Linked DNA regions of Anas platyrhynchos: region 1 is linked to region 2. Evidence: chromatin contacts called from public Hi-C data. All regions are on one chromosome and are shown on one strand. The core of a region is the stretch at or near the end of the contact, and the rest is flanking DNA. Distances in the headings are between cores, read along the strand shown. Region 1 overlaps USP25 (ubiquitin specific peptidase 25). Region 2 has its middle 39 kb from the start of USP25.

Region 1 (4,230 bases), core at 1,622-4,121, 90 kb before region 2:
TATTTGCACACCATCTCACAATCTATTGCAAACATTTTTTTCCTAAAGAAAACAAGTGACACCTTGTTCTTCAGTGGGGGGAATGCCTGTGCAGGTGGAAAAAGGGATTATACAATTCTGATTGAACATGCAACTTCCCTTTAACGGTGCATACCTAGAGGTTTTGAAAATGGACACTATTTTTTTTGTTGTTGTTTGTTTGTTTTTTTTGAATTGTAGCTTCATTTTTGCTAGTGAACATTCCAGTCAAGCCCGAAGTGCCAAACAAATAAAAATAGGCTGACAACACACTCCATGTGTAAAATATGAAAGGGAGGAGTAAAGGACAATGGTCTAATTTCTGGATATGCAAGAATTCATTGCTCTGTTTACCTGAAAAAACAGGACATGAAGTGTTTTCACATTTCATACAGCTACTTCCTCTTTCCATTTCTTTAACTATTTTATAGCACAGAATTCAGTGTACTCCTATGCATTTTCCTCAGAGAGCATCTACTGAAGGAAGAAAACTTGGCCTGTTTTGTCTGTCAGTCCATGCCCATTCTTCCACATTAGCCTGAGGTTACAAAAAACCTGAGCCAACTCCTCTGTTCCACAACCCCATATTAATACCAGAATGAGCATGAGAAAATTTATGCTTACAATCACTTTGCTAAATGGCCAGAAGAGATTAGCTAATAATCAAAAGCTTAATCTCAGATCATGAGTTGCAAATAATAAACATCCCCAAAAAGCAATGAGGGGGCCAGGTCAGCACTAACAATGCTGCCAAAAAACCTATACAGATCAAACACATGCAGACTAACCAAAAAGTATGCCCACAGCTGCACAGTGTGAAGGGTGCAGAATAAAACATGCTTCTTCATACAAACTACTGCCACGTTAAAAATGCTCACCCACTAGCATCAGTGCTGCCACAGCTGTTGCACAAGGCTCAGAGTAGCCCTTCCACTGAATCTGGTCTATGCAGTTGTTTGCTGAGCAGTCTACAGGGCAGGATGTTAAGAGAGGTACTCTACTACAAAGCCAAAGTATTTTATGTAAGATCCATAATAAGAAGCTCAGAGCGATATTAATTGGCACCTGTAACATCTGTGCTAATTTGAACTAGAGAGCAGTGCAAAAATCAATTACAATAGAGAAATGCCGTTATTAACCACTAGGGGAAGTCAGCTTCTAATTTTACCTTTTGGTTTCGAGGCAAGTCTTGAGCATTTGCAGGAGGATTGAAATTCAAAACTAGTCTTCGAAACTCCAGTAGATTAAATAATGACTGAAAAGAAACAAATAAAGTGTTAAAGCACTTCTGAAAACCCTAAAAAATTATTCCAAAGTGTGCCAATAAATTAAATGTTAAACATATAGCTTCTAAAATGAAACTTTACCATTATATATTGTTTTACTTAAACTTCGCTAAATATATTTTCAACATTACACAATTACTTTACTGAAAAAGCATAATTAAAAAAAACTTTATAGTTAAATGAAAAAATAAGTTTATATGATAGGTAAAATAAATTACTTTTTTCAGTGCATTTTATTAACTGTATAGCTGTTAATTTTCAAATCAAAATAAAAGCTTCTTTGACTATGTAAAATTAGTCTTGTAGCCCCTCTATCGTCTACCGCCTCAATGCAGAGAGGCTATATCTTTGTACATGCAACTTAAATCCACTTGCAATCTGTACTTATTCCATTCTTTCCATTCCTCCAGGATTTGAATACTGCATGTTAGAGTAAGGAAACCAGGTTACACAACTTAGCAAATAAGGAACTGCTGTTATTCTAATTTTATGTACAACAGGACAAGAAAAAGGGCACACCTGAGAAGAACACCACAGAACACAGAGCCTGGAGCCAAGACAGTACAAGAAAAAGACAACTGATTGCAAAAATAGAAGTCCAAAGCAGTGGCTTAGGACTGAAGTCCAAAGCACTGATGTAACTGCATTGTTGCTTTTCTGTATAGGCATGAACTGCTTCGGTTAAAGTTGAAGATGTAGTGCTTCTTAAAGGTAAGTTAGGCTTAATTCTATCACTTCATTACCACAGATCAGCATCTGGATGAAGAAAGGGTTTAACATATTTTAAACACGCTCAGAGAAGCACAGGAGAGGTTTACCCTCTAATTCATCCAATTTGGTTTTACAGCCTGTACTTTTTTTTTTTTCCCTGATCACATATTAGCTATTTATTTTTGAAAGGCAGAGTTTGCCTACTCCGGCAGTAGACTTTGATCCCACAATTTGTTCTACACAGGTAAAGACTTAAGTCACAGACCACAATGGACTTAACAGGATTTCAACTCCATAATGCCAAGAAAGTGAAACTCAAATTGTGAAGAGGCGGTGGGTTTATTCTAAGAATTTTAAACACATTGGATGGAAAAAAAAAGATGAGTTTGTGAGAATTTGCTCTCCTCATGAAAGACCCTTTTCCGAGTTTGACCTCTTCCCATATACCGGAGTGTACACCATCTCCAGCAAAATCAGGCGGCTATCAAAGTTGTATTTCCTAACACTTTTAGATTTAAGAAGACAAAAACACCAACGAGAAAAGTCCTTTCTCACATTGCTAAATCAATATAATCAAGTAGGCAAGCTTTTTTTTCCCCAGCTGTTTTGATGGTCAGAATACAGGTTTCCCTTTTATCCTTCCTTGCAGAGAAGAAAAATTAAAACACCGAGTCCTTTGTTTACTTACTCAAACCATAGAAAATGTTAATATTTAATTCAAGTGTCATTCTAGAAGTTCGTACTAATTGAAGTTATGTCTCATGATGTAACAACATTCCACTGATGGGCTCTTCATCAAGCGAAACATAGCAATGCCTTACACACAAAATAAACCAGCTGTTGAAATATAATGTCCAAAGACTGACTTCTCTCCATGACTAATCCAAGTGCTATCAAAGTGCCAAGCAGCTGAGCTGGCCAATTTCATAACACATCCAAATTTAGTACAGAAAATTGTAATAAACTTTATGATTTTGCCTGGCATTTGAGTAAGTATTAGCTCTTTATTTCCCACCTTATTTCTGATTTTCTTCTTTTAAAATTATTTTCTCTTATTTTTTTCTAAATCCATTTGAATCCTTTTAAGTACCTGTACAGATATTCCAACTCATTGTTAAAATGTTAAATAACACCCCATTTTAACAACTGCAGTCAGAACATTTGCTTGACCAAGCAAAGGCTGACCATGTCAAAGATCCCCAGCTTATAAGAAACCTCTGATTCTCAGTGAACTTTTAAAGATGACAGACAGCAGCCTTGCTAGGACTTGACCCTCTTCTCTCAACTCCACTGGATGGAGCTCAGTGGGTCCCATAGACTATTTAATATGGGCCCAATTGCCTCCAGTAACCACTGACTCAATCCTCACCCACAGCTCAGAGCTAGACCCAGGTCCTTCTGTGGCTTTTTATTACCAGTATAGGAACAAAAGCTCTTCTTATTACCATAGGCATCCTCTGCAAGCATTAACCCCAGGTGAGTTTTCACTTTTCACTTCCTAACACCATCCTTCCATGCCTGGGCAGTGTTTCCAAACTCCTCCTCAGTAGTCTACCTCTGCTTCCACTTCCTGCACAATGCTTGTCCTCTCAGCTCATTAAGCTGACAGCAAATGATTAATTTTTACTGTTTTATTTTCCTATTAGCTTAACACCTGCTTACCAAGTGGACAGATTAACACCACTGCTAGGAAAGGGAATCACAATAGTAGTAAGTGATATCAATTCAAATTACCATGAAAATGAACAGATTATCAGAATGCCTTTCTGCTACTGCTTCAGTTAGGGACAGAACGAGAGCATAACAGAAAATGAGGATAAACAAGCAAACAAAAAAAAGATACATTGTCAGTTTAGGGAGTTCAAAATAACAATGCTGAATGACAATAGACTTTTTGAGGCTTTCCCCCAGAACAGTTGGTAATATAGATATTTTCTGTCATGCTAGAGAGAACTATTTAGAGGTGTAGCTTCAAGAATGTAAGATATCAAAAATGTTCAATTTTCCAAGTAATGTCTACCTTAGTTACATAGACAGACACCAGTTTCAGAATATAAGTAGCCTTGGTTTCACTTTAAACATCCTGCCTAACCCTTTGCGCCTCTTAGTATCTAGGATTATCAAAACAAAATTAGTTTGGCTGAATAAAGTAATAATTCTTAATATTCAAGTACTGTGATGCTGCATTAACACTGTAAGAATGTAAATTAGTCAT
Region 2 (4,502 bases), core at 1,625-4,124:
AAGGGACTAAGAACAGCATGTAATACATAGTATGTAAGGAGGGGAGCTTGAATATATCAGGCCTCAAACCTTCTCTTCAGTAGCGTCTCACACATCTTTGTTTTTGCCATATTTTAAGCAGTAAATGCAAGCCCTTAATCATGTTTCTCAGCTCCCTACCACTGAATTTAATAAGCGCATTGGAGCCCCTTAATTTGATTTGCTGAGAAGATATGAAATGGAAACACTAAGAAAGGAAAAGTGTAATGACTTTTTCCTCTCTGTGCCGCTTTCATATCAGCATGTCCTTACCTGTAATAGGTTTCAATATTCATGTCATATTTTAATAATCAAAGGAACTCTTTACACTGTCAATGATTTCTTATTAAGATGCAAATCAAGAATAATCTCTGATCTTCTAGCAGAGCCTGAAAGCACTTTATTAATTAGTCAGGCTCCATCTAACATCTGACAAGACTTCCCTCATCATAGGAAAACTGACTTGAAAATTATCTTCTGAGTTCACATTTGCGGTCAGCAATAAGGGGCCTGAATTGTATATAAGCCATCAAAATTTTATGGTAATTTTTAATTGTCACTAAAAACCAGCACACATTCTCTTTAACAATAGAAAAATTGAAAGTTTTGGTTTATTTGTTTAACCAGTATTTTATAAATCTGTTCTGACACCTGAATTCCATTAGATGCTAAAATGAAACATCGTGTTCTAGAGAAGCAGAACAGTATTTCACTGACTCAGGAGTCACTTCAGCTGCATTTGTCTTCATGACTTCTCCATTACAAGTTTTGTAGTACCTCCCTTTATCTTTTAAATTTATGCCTTATAAAATGTAAGTCAATAAAGCATCCATAGTGATTACGTGACTGCTACATCTCACCTGTTGTCATCATATAGTCCATAATCAACCTTCAAAGTGTTTTGTTGCTATCTCAGCTTGAGTAATAAAATCCTTAAGACAAGCACCATGGCTTGCCTTCATTTTTAGAGAGCTCACCTTCCTAGCAATCAATAACAGATTCATAATAAATTATTAACATTTCTGTTCCTTTAAGACCTTCAGTTATATTGAGCAGAACTTGTCTAAAGTCAACAGAAACCTACACTTGAGCTGAAGAACTGCCTTTTGTGGTAGCAGCTTTTGGATTTTTTATTTTTTTTTTTGGATTTTCTTCATGCATTTTGTCAGGCTGACTAATCTTGCTGTATAGTTATAATCACAATGGGAAAACCTGAACGAGATGAAATGGATAGTGTTTTCCACACATATTTAAAAGAGGAAATGCTACAAAAGGGCTGCATGAGGCTGGTTCTGATTTGACAAAGAGCTCCCTTCCATAATAAATTTTCAATTTCCCAAGTTCAGCAGTATTGCAACTAGAAAATATTTGTTTAAAGAGGTCATCCAGCTAAATACACTAAAGTGAAGAATTTACACTGTGACATGAATGAGTGAAATCTGGCAATTTTACTTCTTTCAGGCAGACCTGTAGTTCTGCCCAGACTGATGTTACTTCTTACTAACTGCACTCATCTGACTGGAGGCAAATCACTGATAAAACATCACAGCTGCTCTTGAAAGGGAAGTGAACAGTTGTGCCTCATGTAATCTGTTCCTGGACCTGTCTGCCTCCCTTTCATTCTTCTCTATGTCCCATCATATTCACTGAACTTTTAATCTGTTTCCCTATAACTTTAGAAACTGCCCGTGCCTTGGGCTCTGCCCATGCCTTGAGTTCTGCCCAGGTCTTCCTGCAGTCCTGTTAAAGTCAAACCTTCAACTCCACAGATGATTTCTGGTTTGTTTTTGTTTTGTTTGGCTTTTTGTTATTGTTGTTGTTCAAAGTTGTTTATTTGTGTGTTGGGACTGGGAAGATTCCTGAGAAGATCACTTGTGATTTCCTCTCTTCCAAGTCTTGCTCAGATCTCTGTGACCTTCAGATCTCTGTATGGTTTCCTACAGTGTCACATTCAGGGCTTTGAAATATCTGCTCTTGATTATACCTGACTTCAAAAATGTTATTATTGTACCTCACTGATTTTAAAAGCATGCCTCATTGCTGCTTTACAAGTTGGGAATGCAGCTAGTTTGTAAACAGCACTGTGCAAGCGTGGCATTACAGGTTGAGTTTGTTTCCTGCTGGGTACCTGCCTGAGAGGCCCACATCAAACCATGAGCCATTTCATAGAATCATAAGGGTTGGAAAAGATCTCCAAGATCATCTGGTCCCCTACCACCAATATCACCTACTAAACCAAACCATGTCCCCAAGCACCAGTGCCAGCCTTTCCTTAAACACCACCAGAGACGATGACTCTACCACCTCCCTGGGGAACCTGTTCCAATGCCTGACTACTCTTTCTGAGAGGAAATGTCTTCTAATTTCCAACCTAAACCTCCCCTGCTGCAACTAGAGGTCACTCCCTGTAGTCCTATTGCTAGTTATCTGCGAGAAGAGGCCTACCCCCAGCTCCCCACACCTTCCTTTCAGGTAGTTGTAGAGAGCAATGAGATCTCCCCTGAGCCTCCTCTTCTTCAGACTGGACAACCCCAGTTTCCTCAGCGTTCCTGTGTTCCTGGCCCTTCACCAGCTTCGTAGACCTTCTCTGGACATGCTCCAGGGCCTCGATGTCCTTCCTGTAGTGAGGGACCCAAAGCTGAACACAGCACTCGAGGTGAGGCCTCATCAGAGTACAGGGGGACGATCACTTCCCTGGTCCTGCTGGCTGCACTATTCCTGATACAAGCCAGGATGCTGCTGGCCTTCTTGGCCACTTGGGTACACCGCCGGCTCATTTGCAGGCAAGCATCGACCGACATCCCCAGATCCTTTTCCTCTGCACAGCTTTCCAGTCACTCTCCCCCAAGCCAGTAGCACTGCGTGGGGTTGTTGTGACTTCCTTGGCCGTTACGACTTCCTAACCCCGCTACTGCGGGTTTTGAAGGCGCCACTTCACCTCACACCACCAGAGGCACACCGCCCGGGGCCCGCGGCCTCCCGGCGGGGCAGCCCCAGCCCCAGCCCCAGCCCGCCCCGGTACCGCCCCGCTGCGGCCCCGCCATGTGCCCGCTACGGGCCCGGCTGCGCCCCGCGGCCGCGGCGCTGCGGCGCCACCTGGTGGGCACCCCGCGGGCAGCGCCCCGCCGCTGGGGCCGTGGGGCCGCCTCGGGGCGCCCGAAGGCTCGGGCAGGCGGCTCGGGCGCCATTACAGCTCGGCGAGGGCGGGAGGGTGTAGGAGGGGCGGCTGCAATAAGGAGAGTCCTGGGGATGCCCTCACCCACCTGTCTCCCAGCGTAGTGGTTTCCAAGTAGCTGCTGAGGCCCGTAAGGGTCAAACATGGCTATAGTTAACCCCACTGAGTCAATCCACCTGTTCCAGAGGTGAATGAGATATTTCTCAAGGCAGATTGAAGGCTTTCGTAACTCAGATGGATTTACAGTCTGCCTTGCGGGGTTGCAAGTGACTGTTGGCCAGCGTGTTGCAGGTGGAAATCCCCTGCAGCCAAAGGGAAGGAGAGAGCTGCGACTTACGTGCCCTGCCATGCTGCAACTTATGCCCCCACACCATCTCGCAGCCTCCTGCCAGCTCAGCAACTGAGTGCAAGCACTGCCAGTAGCAGGGCAAGGAAGGGTCAAGGCTTGGTGTTGCCACAGCAGAGGAAAGCTGGAGGATCCTGCTCCACCTGGTCAGTGGCCTTGAGCCACCCCTTCACACTGCAGGGCAGCCCTTGCCTTTGATCCTCTGCAGCACACCCATCTGGGTTTCACCCCAGATGTTTCTTGACAAAACCACAGTTTCCACTTGAGATAACATCATGGCTTGCTATGGGGAATCCCAAGTGAGATGGTTTTCTTCCTGTAAAGACAAGCAAAGCAACCCCTCACTCACCTTGTTGTTGTTTATCTGTATACAACTTCAGCAAACTTTTATATGTGCAAACTTAGCATAGAATCAAAGGATCATATGCTCACAGATACAGTTTTTCTTATTTTTTTAGACCTTTCAAAATCCACAGACATTCTCACAGCCCTTTCCAAATTTTCCTTCCCAAATTTTTCGTCATATTTTCTGAAGCACTGATGTCGGAATTGGATATGGCATTCAACAGTGGTCTCACTGTTGGTGCAGAGAAAAAGCAAAACAAAAAAGCAAACAAACAAACAAAACCACATCACCTCCTGAGTTACATTTATTTCTTAGGACAGTGGTATGAGGTTGTTTACCACTCACAGGACAGTTAGGCTCTCGGCAAGTTTTCAGCTTTCTGAGCAGAAAAAGATTGCCTTTCTTAACGCTAGAACAATTTAGTTCCAGTGAAGGGCCCTTTAAAATCTTATCCATAAAAAGTCCAAGTCCCTTTTCTCTGACCTATATATACTGCCTTCCACCTGAATTCAGATTTTTATTCCTACATTACTGTATTATGTGTAATACACAATAAATGTTTGTTCATTGTCTTTTTTATTATAAAAACAAGGAGTTCTGTTTGAGGAACGGGAGTT

What was found. Hi-C and Micro-C count contacts between places; a contact is called where the count stands out from the background.
Region 1: a contact with region 2 is called in a Hi-C map of subcutaneous adipose tissue, with 4 times the contacts expected there. The contact joins two enhancer-like sites. A contact is called at or near these places in 4 of 8 Hi-C or Micro-C datasets (liver, skeletal muscle and subcutaneous adipose tissue).

Annotation. Positions count from the first base shown.
Region 1 is chr1:103,816,547-103,820,776 of IASCAAS_PekinDuck_T2T, reverse strand. It overlaps USP25 (ubiquitin specific peptidase 25), which reads right to left. Exons shown (of 26, transcript XM_027449278.3): 6 at 1,187-1,273. Among named protein-coding and RNA genes, the nearest start is that of USP25, 51 kb to the right of the region's middle. Within about 2 kb of position 2,871, at least 1 of the 8 cell types and tissues checked has an H3K27ac peak or open chromatin away from gene starts, as enhancers often do.
Region 2 is chr1:103,726,248-103,730,749 of IASCAAS_PekinDuck_T2T, reverse strand. No RefSeq gene overlaps it. Among named protein-coding and RNA genes, the nearest start is that of USP25, 39 kb to the left of the region's middle. Within about 2 kb of position 2,874, at least 1 of the 8 cell types and tissues checked has an H3K27ac peak or open chromatin away from gene starts, as enhancers often do.